Regions from separate parts of the Mus musculus genome. Here all the other regions are linked to region 3. A link is a contact called in public HiChIP or PLAC-seq data. All regions are on one chromosome and are shown on one strand. The core of a region is the stretch at or near the end of the contact, and the rest is flanking DNA. Distances in the headings are between cores, read along the strand shown. Region 1 has its middle 16 kb from the start of Gm41067. Region 2 overlaps Gm41067 (a long non-coding RNA gene). Region 3 overlaps Slc38a9 (solute carrier family 38, member 9).

Evidence for each region. HiChIP or PLAC-seq counts read pairs in DNA pulled down with a chosen protein or histone mark.
Region 1: a CTCF HiChIP or PLAC-seq map of the NIH/3T3 cell line shows a contact between it and region 3, with 12 read pairs. The contact joins two enhancer-like sites. A contact is called at or near these places in 2 of 15 datasets of contacts at CTCF or cohesin (the G1E-ER4 cell line and the NIH/3T3 cell line), 23 of 484 Hi-C or Micro-C datasets (3T3-L1-derived adipocytes, the C2C12 cell line, the C3H10T1/2 cell line and 14 more), 3 of 115 datasets of contacts at active chromatin or transcription factors (embryonic fibroblasts and embryonic stem cells) and 1 of 9 other capture datasets (adipose tissue).
Region 2: an H3K27ac HiChIP or PLAC-seq map of embryonic fibroblasts shows a contact between it and region 3, with 20 read pairs. The contact joins two enhancer-like sites. A contact is called at or near these places in 1 of 39 promoter capture datasets (the 3T3-L1 cell line), 2 of 15 datasets of contacts at CTCF or cohesin (the G1E-ER4 cell line and the NIH/3T3 cell line), 15 of 484 Hi-C or Micro-C datasets (3T3-L1-derived adipocytes, the C2C12 cell line, the G1E-ER4 cell line and 8 more), 6 of 115 datasets of contacts at active chromatin or transcription factors (the NIH/3T3 cell line, embryonic fibroblasts, embryonic stem cells and 2 more) and 1 of 9 other capture datasets (pancreatic islet).

Annotation. Positions count from the first base shown.
Region 1 is chr13:112,750,395-112,754,344 of GRCm38.p6, reverse strand. No RefSeq gene overlaps it. Among named protein-coding and RNA genes, the nearest start is that of Gm41067, 16 kb to the left of the region's middle. Within about 2 kb of position 1,509, at least 112 of the 459 cell types and tissues checked have an H3K27ac peak or open chromatin away from gene starts, as enhancers often do. A contact at or near this core is called in the NIH/3T3 cell line and muscle stem cells, where this site is marked.
Region 2 is chr13:112,776,476-112,780,462 of GRCm38.p6, reverse strand. All of the region lies in intron 2 of Gm41067 (a long non-coding RNA gene), which reads right to left. Among named protein-coding and RNA genes, the nearest start is that of Gm41067, 9.8 kb to the right of the region's middle. Within about 2 kb of position 1,787, at least 26 of the 459 cell types and tissues checked have an H3K27ac peak or open chromatin away from gene starts, as enhancers often do. A contact at or near this core is called in tail fibroblasts, where this site is marked.
Region 3 is chr13:112,681,197-112,685,053 of GRCm38.p6, reverse strand. All of the region lies in intron 2 of Slc38a9 (solute carrier family 38, member 9), which reads right to left. Among named protein-coding and RNA genes, the nearest start is that of Gm52034, 9.8 kb to the right of the region's middle. Within about 2 kb of position 1,488, at least 32 of the 459 cell types and tissues checked have an H3K27ac peak or open chromatin away from gene starts, as enhancers often do. A contact at or near this core is called in the NIH/3T3 cell line, muscle stem cells and tail fibroblasts, where this site is marked.

The DNA.
Region 1 (3,950 bases), core at 260-2,759, 69 kb before region 3:
AGGGAATTCTCAATCCTCCTGCCTCAGCTCCTTGGAGGGTTGTTACAGTGGCACCTCTAGCTTGTTCCACATGGATGTTTATGAAGAGCACAGGGCCCCTTACAAAGCAAGCATGAGGGGATGTCTGATTGCCTCCCATGCTAGACGCAGGCTAAGCATTTGGAATGGCCTACTGCTGTATGGTTTCCTTGGCTGTGCCCAGTACTCATTTTTACTCCTCTGCTCAGGAAACTTTCTCTGTCCTCATACCCTGACAGAAGGCAAGGCCCCACAGGTGGTTACAAATAGGGGACCCAGCTGGGCTGCGGCCACCAGTTATCACTCTGACAACTCAGTCATCTAGACTTGGCTAAGGGAAACAGAAGAACACTCTCTCGGATGTCCTACTGTCCTGTATGACAGAGGCGCTCTTAGCCCACGCCGATCTGGTTAGCCCGAGGTGGACTGTGAGGATAAAGGATGAGACTGAGTCTCCATGGAAGCAAGGGCTTAGTGACGTCAAATCCGCAGGAACTGGAAGACCTAACCTTCACCTGTGGACAGAGTGTCTACTCCAGTAGACACTCCCAGCACAGGGCTCCGCGCATCGACAGGAAGGATGGGAGCGAGAGGAGCCTGGAAGTCTGGCTGGGGTCAGAGATCTGGCAGATATCCATGCTCTGTGCTAGCAAGGATGCCAAGGTCTTCCTTGAAAAGGAAGTACGGGTATCACACATTGAAAAAATTAAAGTGAACCCTAGTCCAGAAGCTGTCACGGACCAGGAGACAGTAGAACAGAGTTCCTCCCAGGCAGGAAGCCTTTCCTGTTCTGGTGTCCTTATGACTAAGCTCTGTGCTTGGTTCAGGGGAAACAGATCATTTCTGCTTTAGAACGAGTGAACATGGATGGGGAGGTGATTCAGGGGACAGAGTGCTGGCGTAGATGCACAGAGCATGGGGTTTGATCCCCAGCTAGGCACAAAGGGAGAGAGAGCAATGGCGTGTACCTGTAACCTCAGCACTTGGGAAGCAGAGGCAGGAGGACCACAGTGAAGGGCATTCTCAGCTACACAGTGAATCTGAGGCTAGCCTGGGCTACCAGAGATCTGATTTGTTTGTTATTTTTCAAAGATAGAAATGAATATGATTCCCCATATGCCGGGTTTAATAAGCATCCCAAGGTGCCTGCTGTTGAGATGAACCATCGAGGAGAGAGAGAGAGAGAGAGAGAGAGAGAGAGAGAGAGAGAGAGAGAGAGAGAGAGAGAGAACCCAGTTGAGATATAGGACTGAGCCAGAGAAAGCTGTTGCATGTTATTATAATTAGGTTCAACCCACCAACACCACAAATGTTTTTCACGATAAATGAACCACTTTTTCTGCCTGCAGAGGCCCTTTTCCCAATCATACATTTAGTAGCAGAAGAAGCAGGGTCACAAGGCCGGCCTTTCCCTTCACTGCCACACAGGGTGGGAAGAGAAAGAAAGACGTGGATGTACTCAGAGCCAGAAAGCAGCACCCGCGACTCACTCTTAAACATCATAAAAGCTGGGAAGAAAGCCCCACGGGGGAATCTCTCCAGATGACTTGGATAGGAAGCCAAGGTGCTCCTAATAAAAAAGGCTTGAACATAAAGGTTTGGCACATTCTTAAGATGAGGAGGACAGTCAGGGTGAGTGGTGGAGCTGTGTGCCCTGGCTGTGTTCAACATCTGGAGTCTTGGATGCTTCCAGCAAGGCTCACTAGACCATGATCAGGTGACCATGGAAGATTCCTTACTGGCTAGAAGTACGGAGGGTGGGGGTGGGGGTGGGGGTGGGGGTGAGGGCGGGGAGTCAGGTGGCTTAGAAGAAGGTATTTTTAAGTTGAGCCGAGTGCAATGGCATTACCATCTCCACATTTAGAGACTAGGAGTAAAAAAAGACACAAAGAAAGGAAGTGGACTGCTCTGGGCCTTGGGTTAACTACAGCCCGGCGCTGCTTCCTTATATAGGTTTCGTGTCCTTAGGTTAGGCTTTCAAAAACCCATGTTTTTTTTTTTTTTTTTTTTTATTTATAGGCAAGCAAACCCCAATTTTTCTAAATTCTCCCTAAAGATGATGCTGACCAGACCGTAATTTCTATGATCGCCAGGCCTGGAGCCCGGCCTTTTGCCCTTCCTGTCTGGGCCCCTTAAAGAAACTAGGTTACCCCTCCAGGCCAGTGATATTTCCTTCCTCCTTCCTCCTGTCTTTCTTTGCCTTCCTGCCTCTCCTCTCCCTTCCTCCCCCACTTCTTCCTTTCTCCTTTCTCCCCTCTATATCTGTCTCTCCCTTGCCCTTTCCTCCCTGTCCTTTTCCCCCTCCGGGTCCCCCTCTGGCGCTTGTCTCTAAGCCCCGCCCCCTCTTGTCTCTAAGCCCTCCCAACCCCGGAGGCTGGCGGGTTCCACTTAGTTCCTAGCCTGGCTGGAGGACAGCTGGGGGAGCATTCTGCTGCCAGCGAATTGGCAGAGAGAACAAACTACCTAGGCTCTCCTGGATGGATTTTGTCATGGCAGCTGGCGCACACGACACCTCGTATTTAGGAAAAGAAGCATGGCATTGCTTTAGGATGACAGGACCCCCGTTTCACTCTGCTCCGAATGTTTGTCCTGTTACAGAACTAGTGCAAACAACAACAAAAAAAGTTAAAAGGAAACCCCACCCTTGCACCGTTTCCTCACGCATCTCCCTCCTGCTCCGGGCCTGCCTGGCAGGACCAAGGAGGGAAAATTCTTGTAGTTACAGCCAAGTGAATGGTGGGGCCAGGTTTGGCAGCTGCAAAGGGCTGAGTAAATCTTGGAACACTGGGTCTGAAAGAGCTCTTAAGGAGGACTGAGGCCCGCATTCTCCTCTAATGGGGAAACCAAAGCCAGGCAGGTTGCTTGGTGTTTAGATAAAATTGTGTCTCCCAGTGTTTACATGTCGAGGTCCTAAGAGTCCTCAGAGTTGGATGTTATTTAAAAATACGAGTCTTTAGAGAGGCAATTAAGTTCAAAATAAGGTCATCAGGATGGGCCCAAATCCAGGATTAATTGGGGGCCTGATAGGAAATGGAAACTCAGAGGCATATCATGCAGAGGGAGAGACTGCCCAGCCATGCACAGTCCTCAGAAAATACCCAAGACTACCTACCAACCAAAGTCTAGCCACCAGAACCAGGAAAGAATAAGTTTCCATTGCGGAAGCCACCCAGTGTGTAGTGCTTTGTAATAACAACTCTAGCAAACAGATACACATACTATTCCATAAGACACACGGATACATATCTCACTATAATGATCGATAGAGTGAGACAGGGTCCCTAACTCCCCTCCTTCCAGGTACCCTGCCCCTAGCCTAGCTACAAGTTATGTGATTGCCGAGAGCAAGGGTACTTTCAGGAGGGATAGTTCTCTAAGAGCCTGAAGATCAGCCCCGGCATCTCCCAGGCTGGCATCTGCACGTGTGAGTAGAGGCAAGACTCTGCTCCTATCTCCTTGGCTATGTATTTGTTCCATGTTTTTGAGACACAGCCCTGGCTGTCCTGGAGCTCACAATGGAGACCAGGCTGGTCTCAAACTCATGGAGATGGGCCTGCCTCTGCCTCCCCTGCTAGGATTAAAGGCGTGTGCTACTAGGTGCCGCTCATCAGGTGTAAGTTATGCCCAGTGAATTTGTTTTCAAGGAGCCCAGGAAAAAAAGAGGCAGTCTCTTTTTCTGTGATCGGCATTACAGTTTTAGGACTTGTGTTAACTTTTTAAAGTGACCAGGGCCCTTCATTCTTTTCTGTTCATTTGTTTAGTTTGGGACAGGATCCCTTGTCCCAGGATGGCCTTGGCCTTGCTCCTTAGCTGAGGTTTGCTTCGCTCTCTCAGTTCTTCCTTCCACCTCTGCATTGTGTGCTGGGGTTACAGGTATGGGCCACTACCCTGTTCTTAGCAGCTCTTTCAGTGAGAACATCATTAGCCACTCT
Region 2 (3,987 bases), core at 538-3,037, 95 kb before region 3:
TCTGCAACGTTCCCTGAGGAAGCCTTCAGCTTGGTAGCTGTGTTATAGAAGTATTGACTAGGACTGGGCTGTACAATTCCACATTTTGATTGCCTTGGTATACTTCACGACTCTCCCCTCGTCTAACTTCCAATAGCCCGAAGTCGTTGTTGATGTCACTGATAGTGGCAACCCGTAAGGACCGAAAGCAGGACATGCAGAAAAAGCTGTGTTTCTAAGTTCAGAATGAAGGCATACTCATTTTCCTGTTGCCACTGCTACAAATTGTGACCAAGTTAATGACCAGATGTGTTCTCTTACAGCTGTGTAGGTCAGAAGTCTGTCATGAGTCAAGACACACCACTAAAATCAGGGCGTTGGCAGGACCACGTCCCTTTCTACGTGGTATCAGAAAAAGACAGTTTCTTTGTGTTTTCCAACTTCTAAAGGCTGCTCACATTCCTTGGCTTGTGGCCACATCCTCTATCTTGAGAGACAGCAACTGGCATCTCTTTATGGGTCTTCCATGCCACCTGCCCCTCTGACCACATCAGAAGGTTCTCTCTGAGAACTTTAAAACACACGTGATTTGTAACGTGGATCTGTCAGATATCCTAGAATCATCTCTTTCTTGCAGTTTTAATTTAATCACAAATACAAGGTTCCTTTTATAGTATAAATTAGTGTGTGAAGACTATAGATGCCTGGGAGATATTTTCTTTTTATGACTAGCTAAGAAGGATTGTATAAGGAGGGAAATATTGACATAAATACTGTGTTTATATAGCCGCAAGCACTGGGGACAGAGTGTGTACCAGACAGCTCTCAACCACAGTGACAGTATACCCAAGATGGACAACTGGGGAGGAAAAGAGACTTATTTGGGTTTATGCTTTCTGTCCATGGCTAGTTTGCTCCATTGGCTTCAGTCCTATGATGAGGCAGAAAACAAGCAAAGCTGTTTGCCTCATGCCAGCTAGGAAGCAAGTGAAGGAGAAGGGCCAGGGCGCCAATGCCTCTCTTGAGGACATGTCATGTCTCCCGTGCTGCCGCCGCCGCCTCTTCTCCTTCTGCAGCCTTCCTCACACTGCCCTCTTGTCAATTCCCCTTGCTTCCTCCTCCTCCTCTTCTTCCTTTTGGTTTTCCCAATGGGGTTTCTCTGTGTAGCCCTTGGCTGTTCTGGAACTTGCTCTGTAGACCAGACTGACCTCAGACTGAGAGATCTGCCTGCTACTGCCTCTGGTGTCCTGGGTCTGAGTCACCATCACTTGGCTCTTTTCTTCTACTAATTTTAAGAAGAACATCCCCTCCTTTTGGAAAGGAGATCGGGTCTTACTATGTAATTCTGACTGGCTTGGTGACATGGGAAAGTTGGAGTGTCTTGATCACGATTGAGTCTTTCTCTGGTATCTAGGATCCTGCAGACTCAGTAGTCACCAAAGCTACCCTGAGTCTGGCCTTCAGGTTGTTGTTGGCTTTTAAATGGGAAGAACAAAATTCACTGACCAGTGATGGTGAGTTTTAGAGAAAAGTTTATTATAGATTTATGGGTGGGAGCTTGAGAAGGAGAACTAGGGTAGGGGTGGGGGTGGGTTCCTAGAAATAGGATAGCAAGGGTGGCCTTTTAAAAAGATTTACTGCAGAAACTTCAGTGAGGTAGGAGGCAGGGGTGAGCTTCTACAGGAACAGGGGCGGTAAGGGCCAGTTCATCTTCAGAAAAGATGAGGCTGGTGTAGACTCCGACATGAGCATCGGTGGTGAACACTGGACATCTGGGAGCTATGAGTCAGCACAAAATGGCTGATATCAGATGTCCAGGAGACTGGAAATAAAATATGATGTTGCTGTTATGCAACATTCCTGTCAGACTGCCACTTTTGTGTGGATTTAATATAAAACTGGCCTTGAGGTCCGAGACACCAGCCCTAGTTGGAGCCTTTGCCTTTGTTTCATCAGCCAGCCAGGGTGCCTGTCTTATGCATAGGTAGGTAGGTGCCTGCCTGTCTGTGTGGTGGTCTTTGGCAGAGGTGAATAAAGCTTGTCTTAGCAGCCTGAGACTCCTTGCGTCATTTTCAATCTCCTGACCTTCCTCCTCCCCTAGGATGGACGCTCTGACCTCACAGCTTCTTGTCAATCCAGCTGACTCACTTAGGTAGGTGTCCAGGTGCCTTCCTTACCTTCATTTACATAATGGAGAAGAGCCCTTAGGCAAGGAGATAAGGAGGAGGGAGAGCTGGGACCCTATTCTGGCATTCCTGGCCTCCAGCAAGGTAATTACCAGAACTGCTGCTTGGAGACCCCTGCCCTAACTAACCAGCTTCTATCTTCTATCATCCTTGGAGGTTGCTGTGTAGAGCGGGCTGGCCTCAAGCCCACAGAGAGCCCCCTGTTCTACTTCCCAAGGACTGGGGTTAAAGGTATGACCCACCTTGCCCAGCCCAGCCATGACCTGAGTTTTTCCTACAACGTCTCACTGTGTGAGACCCACTGCCCAAGCCTTCAAACCCTGACATTAGGGCACATTCAAGATCTAGACCATAATGCCATTTAAGCAACCCTCTGGTCCTCAGGAGATCCGTGACTATAAAGGATAACAAGTTAATTTTTGTCAGTTTGAGATAGGGTCTTGCCGTGTAGCCTAGACTAGCCTAGAACTCGTGACCTTCCCGCCCCAGCCTTCCTTCCGGGTATGTGCATTTACGTGCGTGTGTTGCCGTATCCAGCTACCAACAAAAGTTTCATGCATTTGAAATGAAAATCAGTGGGATTCTGTGGTTGGTATTGAGTATCAGCAAGATACCTTCGTATCGCTGCGACTAGATTGTCTTTTCCTTCACCCAGAATAGCTTCGCAGACGCAGCCAAGTTGCATGGGGTGTTGGGGTCGTCCATTCTCACTTCTGCAAAGTTTTCCTCTCTGGGAATATGCTACAGGGTATTTACAGTTTCTTGTTTAGGGGAACGGGAGTAGCTTCCGGGCTTGGGGCTACTGTGTTCTGGTGATCACAAGAACACACTTCTATGATGTACACTGGAATGTCATATCTCAGCATTATGAGGACCGGGTCTGCCCAGCTTCCTTAGACACCAGCACATAGAGTCCAATGTATTCATACTGTGCCATTCCTACCATGAGTACTTTATATTGATATTTTTTCTCTATTACCTGCCTTTTCCACTATGGAATTCCGACAGCTGAGGCCCCTGTGGCTCCGGCTCGCATTTCCCTTACTTGCATAGCACAGGCTACCCCTGAACCCTGCTAGCTCTGCCTCAGCATCCTGTGAGCTGAGATGCTCTCTTCTGAATCATCACCTCTGGCTCATAGCTTTATTTCATAGGCCTGGCTTCCTGGTTTTAAACATCTGATTTAATTCCATGAAGATTTAATTCAGTTCAAGAGAATTGTAGACTGGTGCTGGCGGCCGTAGCTTAGTAGTAAAATGTTTGCCTAATATGTTTGAGGTCGAGGGATTCCTAACGTTATACATCTGTGTGCCAAACAATACAATTTAATAAGCTTGGGGTGGGGAGCTGCTCTCATTCCCTACTTTTTTTTTTTTTTGTAACAGAAATATTCATAGGTAGGGTAAAAAATATCTCCCCTAAATCTAATCAAATGAATTTCTGATAGGTGCTTATTAATAAGTTACTACATACTGTTCACTCCAGCATATACTATGGCCATATAATATGGATTCCAGAAGGCTTCATACCTCTGTTGTCCTATGAGACAGTAACAAGCTTCTATGTACACATGAACATTGATCTCTTTCCCTCCCTCTTCCATTCTCTCTCTCCCTCCCATCTCTCCCTCTCTCTCTCTTTCCCTCTCCCTTTCTTTCCTCCTTTCCAAGGTTCCACACTATAGCTCAGGATGGCCTAGAACTCACTGTGTAGTCCAGGCTAGCCTCAAGCTCACTGTCCTTTTGCATCAGCCTCTCTAGTGCTGCAATCACATGTATGAGCTTCAAAGCCTAGATTGCATTCGACGATTCCCTAAGACACA
Region 3 (3,857 bases), core at 239-2,738:
ATTCTCCATGACAACATTCAAATATAGTAGGTATCAACTAGTCAATTTCATGAATAGTAACAAGAGCATTTATAAAAGTAAAGCCATGGGCAGAGAGATCAACATAGCATATCAAACATACTGGCAAATGCATTAAGTGCTATTAATAAATTATAAGGGGGATATAGTAAAAATGAGTGGGCCAGAGGCTAAACAATCACTACATATATATTTGGCAGCCTAATATAACCACCAATCTCTCAAAAGTGTTACGATATGATGTATTATTTCTACTTCTACCATGATAGTGATTCTTAAAGGTGATGAACAAATATTGATATCTGAGGGCTAGGGCGATGGTCCAGTTAGTAAAGTGCTTGCTGCACAGTATGAGGAACTGCAATTAGATCTGCAGGACACACAGGCAAGCACAGGGACACGGCTTTAACCCCAGCTCTGGGGAGGAGGTAGAAACGGATGAAGCACCGGAGCCCACTGGCTAGCCCTAGCCCATCTAGGCAAGCTGATGAGCTCCAGGGTCTCAAGAGATAAGGCGGAGGGCAGTGGAGGAAGATATTCAGTCAGCACTGACTCTAGCCTCCAAAACACGCATGCACACGCGTGCATGCACACGCATGCACACAGGCATCTCAGAGATACTACTACGTTAGGAAGCTCACACTCTACAGGATTTTCCAGCAGGATCAGTGCCCCACAAAACTCAAGAATGTTAACTTTAGGCAGATACTTGGGCTACTAAAGGACTAATATTGATAGAAAGAGGTATAGATGGTCTTCTTGTCACTGTTTACTCTGGAATTCAACGGCATTAACATCTAACCACTAGGTTGGTTTGAAGGTCTGCTGCAAAGCAGTCCGGGAAGTGTTAGGCCTTGGCTCCTGCCTCTGGCTGGCGCGTTAACTGTACCAGTTTAGTTGGCTTGGGTACTCTGAGAACAGAATGGCTTTGAAAGCTTTTCTTTTCCAACCGTTTTCATCGAGATGTTGAGTGCCTGTTCAAACAAATATTTTGGAATTTTTTCAAAACAGATTCTCTTTAAAAATATACAATTCAGCATATTTTTGGTGAATTATTAGAAACACATTTTAGAAAGTGAAAATATGAACTTTACTTAAAACACTTTAAAAATGAAGAACACTACATAGAGGATAATGTTCAGGGTAAAAGACTCAAGAGCTTTTATCTTTGAACTCTCTTTCAATTGTGCCTATCAGGGTCACTTGCCATTTGACACGCAGTTCAGCTGTACCCAATGAGAACAAAGAGGGCATATCTGTCTCACCTTGTAAATAGTTAAGCTCATGCCAAAGCAAGAGTGTTTTAATTTGGAGCAAAATTTACAACATATTTTAAAATGTGATTCAATTCTCATATATTCATTTAATGCACACATAAACAACGAAACCACACTCCTGCTAACACCTTTTTTAGAGTGTACTCCTTAAATTCCTTAAAATCTTTTGGCTTTTCAATCTGTCTCCACCCTTCTACTGCCAAGCCACGCTCCTGTGAGGGTTTAGTAACAACTCTATGACTCATGGCAAGGCTCATACCCAGTATGGAAATCTTGATTTGAAATTGCCCAGTTATTTGCATCCCTATGGAAGTTGAAGTGTTCTAACACCCAACAGACTGGTTGGGGTAATTTATTAACACAAAACAAAAACAGACAAAAATAACAAGGCAATCAAGTATTCCAAAAATGTTACACAGATACACTTTCAAATAGCAAGCCTCTGTACTTGCTTCTACCTACTTGGTAAAACACGTTCCCAACAGAAAGCTTTTCAGTACACAGGGCAGAAAAAGAAATTACTCAGGCCACTGCATCTAGAAAGCCCTGCTGCTAGGGAATGCTGGTGAGGGCTGGCCCCCGGGTGTGTTTCTTACTTCCTCTGAAGCCCAAAGACCACCATCTCTTTACAAACACCTGCCCTGCAGCCCAGCTTGAAGCCCAGGTGCCAAGGCTGAGCTTACATAAGCTTCTCTACTTTGGCTACTTTATTTAGAAGTGGTTTTCCAACTTATTATATAAACATTATTTAAGTTCCAACCAAGTAATCTGCATTTGAGTTAGGCATTAAACAGTGACTAGAACACAGACCCACGAGGACTGTACAATAACCTGCCACAGAGATATATAAATAAGTGGCATAGACCCAGAGGGAAGGAACCAAGTGTTTCATGCAACAATGGGAGCAAGGCAATTGGGAGAGCTGTGTGATGCTTGGGTTATGTGGGGGATGGGAGACACACAGAAGAGGGAACTACATCATCTGGCAGACTGTCGGGGAATTCATAGGTAAGCTGAATCTTAGAGAGGTATGGTCAATAGGAGAAAAAAGTGTTTCAAAGAACAGAAGACTAGGGATGTAACTCACAGGCTCAGCATGTGTAAAGCCTTGGATTCACTCCCTGTACACACACACACACACACACACACACACACACACACACACACACCAGAACACATGGGAGTGGAGGGAGAAGAGAGAGAATCAAAAAGAAAAAGTATGAGATATATTTTAAAACACACGTTGGTCAGTGTATGGAGATTTTCACATGCTAACACAGGGTTTAATCTAAAGGAAGGAAGCCAGTGCATCTGCTTCTTTGACTGATTACTTCTCAAAGCTCTAATTTTTAAATGTAAGGAATCCTAGAGTTCTCAGAACAGGAGTTCTCTCCTGTGATCTCATTCCATCGGCCAGTTCGTGCAACTTGCATCCATACAGATACTGGCTATACTGACGTATGCTGTCCAGACTGAAAGCCTGGCTGGTGTATCAAACTCTTCCCCACTGTGCCTCCCTTATCCCACATGTTGGACTTGAGTGCCCACATGAGCCTCACCAATCCTCAAACACTACACGTGTGCATACAGCTTCTTCAGGACCTTTGCTATTCATTTCAGGTAAAACAAACTCTACAGACCTTTTTTCCTGCACAGCTTATTTGTCACCTCTTTTAGCTCTTTCCTAAGCTGTCCCTTTCTCAACAAGGCCTTTGATGATTACGGTCATCACATTGAAACCTCAACACCTCTTTGACACTCTTGCTATCCACCTCTGTCGATCTTCTCCTCAGCAGCAACGATACCTAATATGATGGACAAATATTAACTTTTTGGTCCCCTCTGGTAAAATACCAGCTCTACAGGGGTATTTTTTAGTGCTTGTTGCTGTCATTTTGGTCATGAGCACATTTATAGAGCCAATAACTGTATTTGGCATGTTACAGCACCTGTACAAAATGTGCTAAGTGGGGGCTGGTGGTTTATCTCAGTGGTAGTGTACTTTTAAAAAAAATGTGGTAAGGGAATACAGGATACACCAGCACTTTAAGGAAAGTATGTGTTATCATGTGTAGGTGCGAACATGTGTGTGTGTGTGTGTGTGTGTGATGTATGTGCTTGGAGCCCAGGAGGTCTTCTTCAGTCAGGCTTCATGTAGTTTTTGAGATGATAAACATGGAGTGCATCAGTTTGGCCGGGCTGACGAGTCAATGAGCTCGATGGAGCTGGCTGTCTCCCAGTCAGAGCCCCCTAAGTGCTGGGATCACAAATGCCTGCCACTGCCCCGGCTCTTATGTGGTGTTAGGGATTCAAACTCATGGTTTCATGCTTGAGTGCAAGCACTTCATGGAATGAGCCATCTTCCCAGATCCAAGGGAACATTAGCTTGAAATCACTTTCGATTGCTACACAGAAGCTGGAAGAGCACCAAATGCTTCACAAACTGAGCAGCAGCCGTAAGAACACTCAGCAGTTCCAAACCTAACCTATTAGCTAGGGACGCTCCCAGAGCTGTCTCTTTGTTTCCATCCAGTGAGCCTTCCTACTGCAACCCGGGATGTG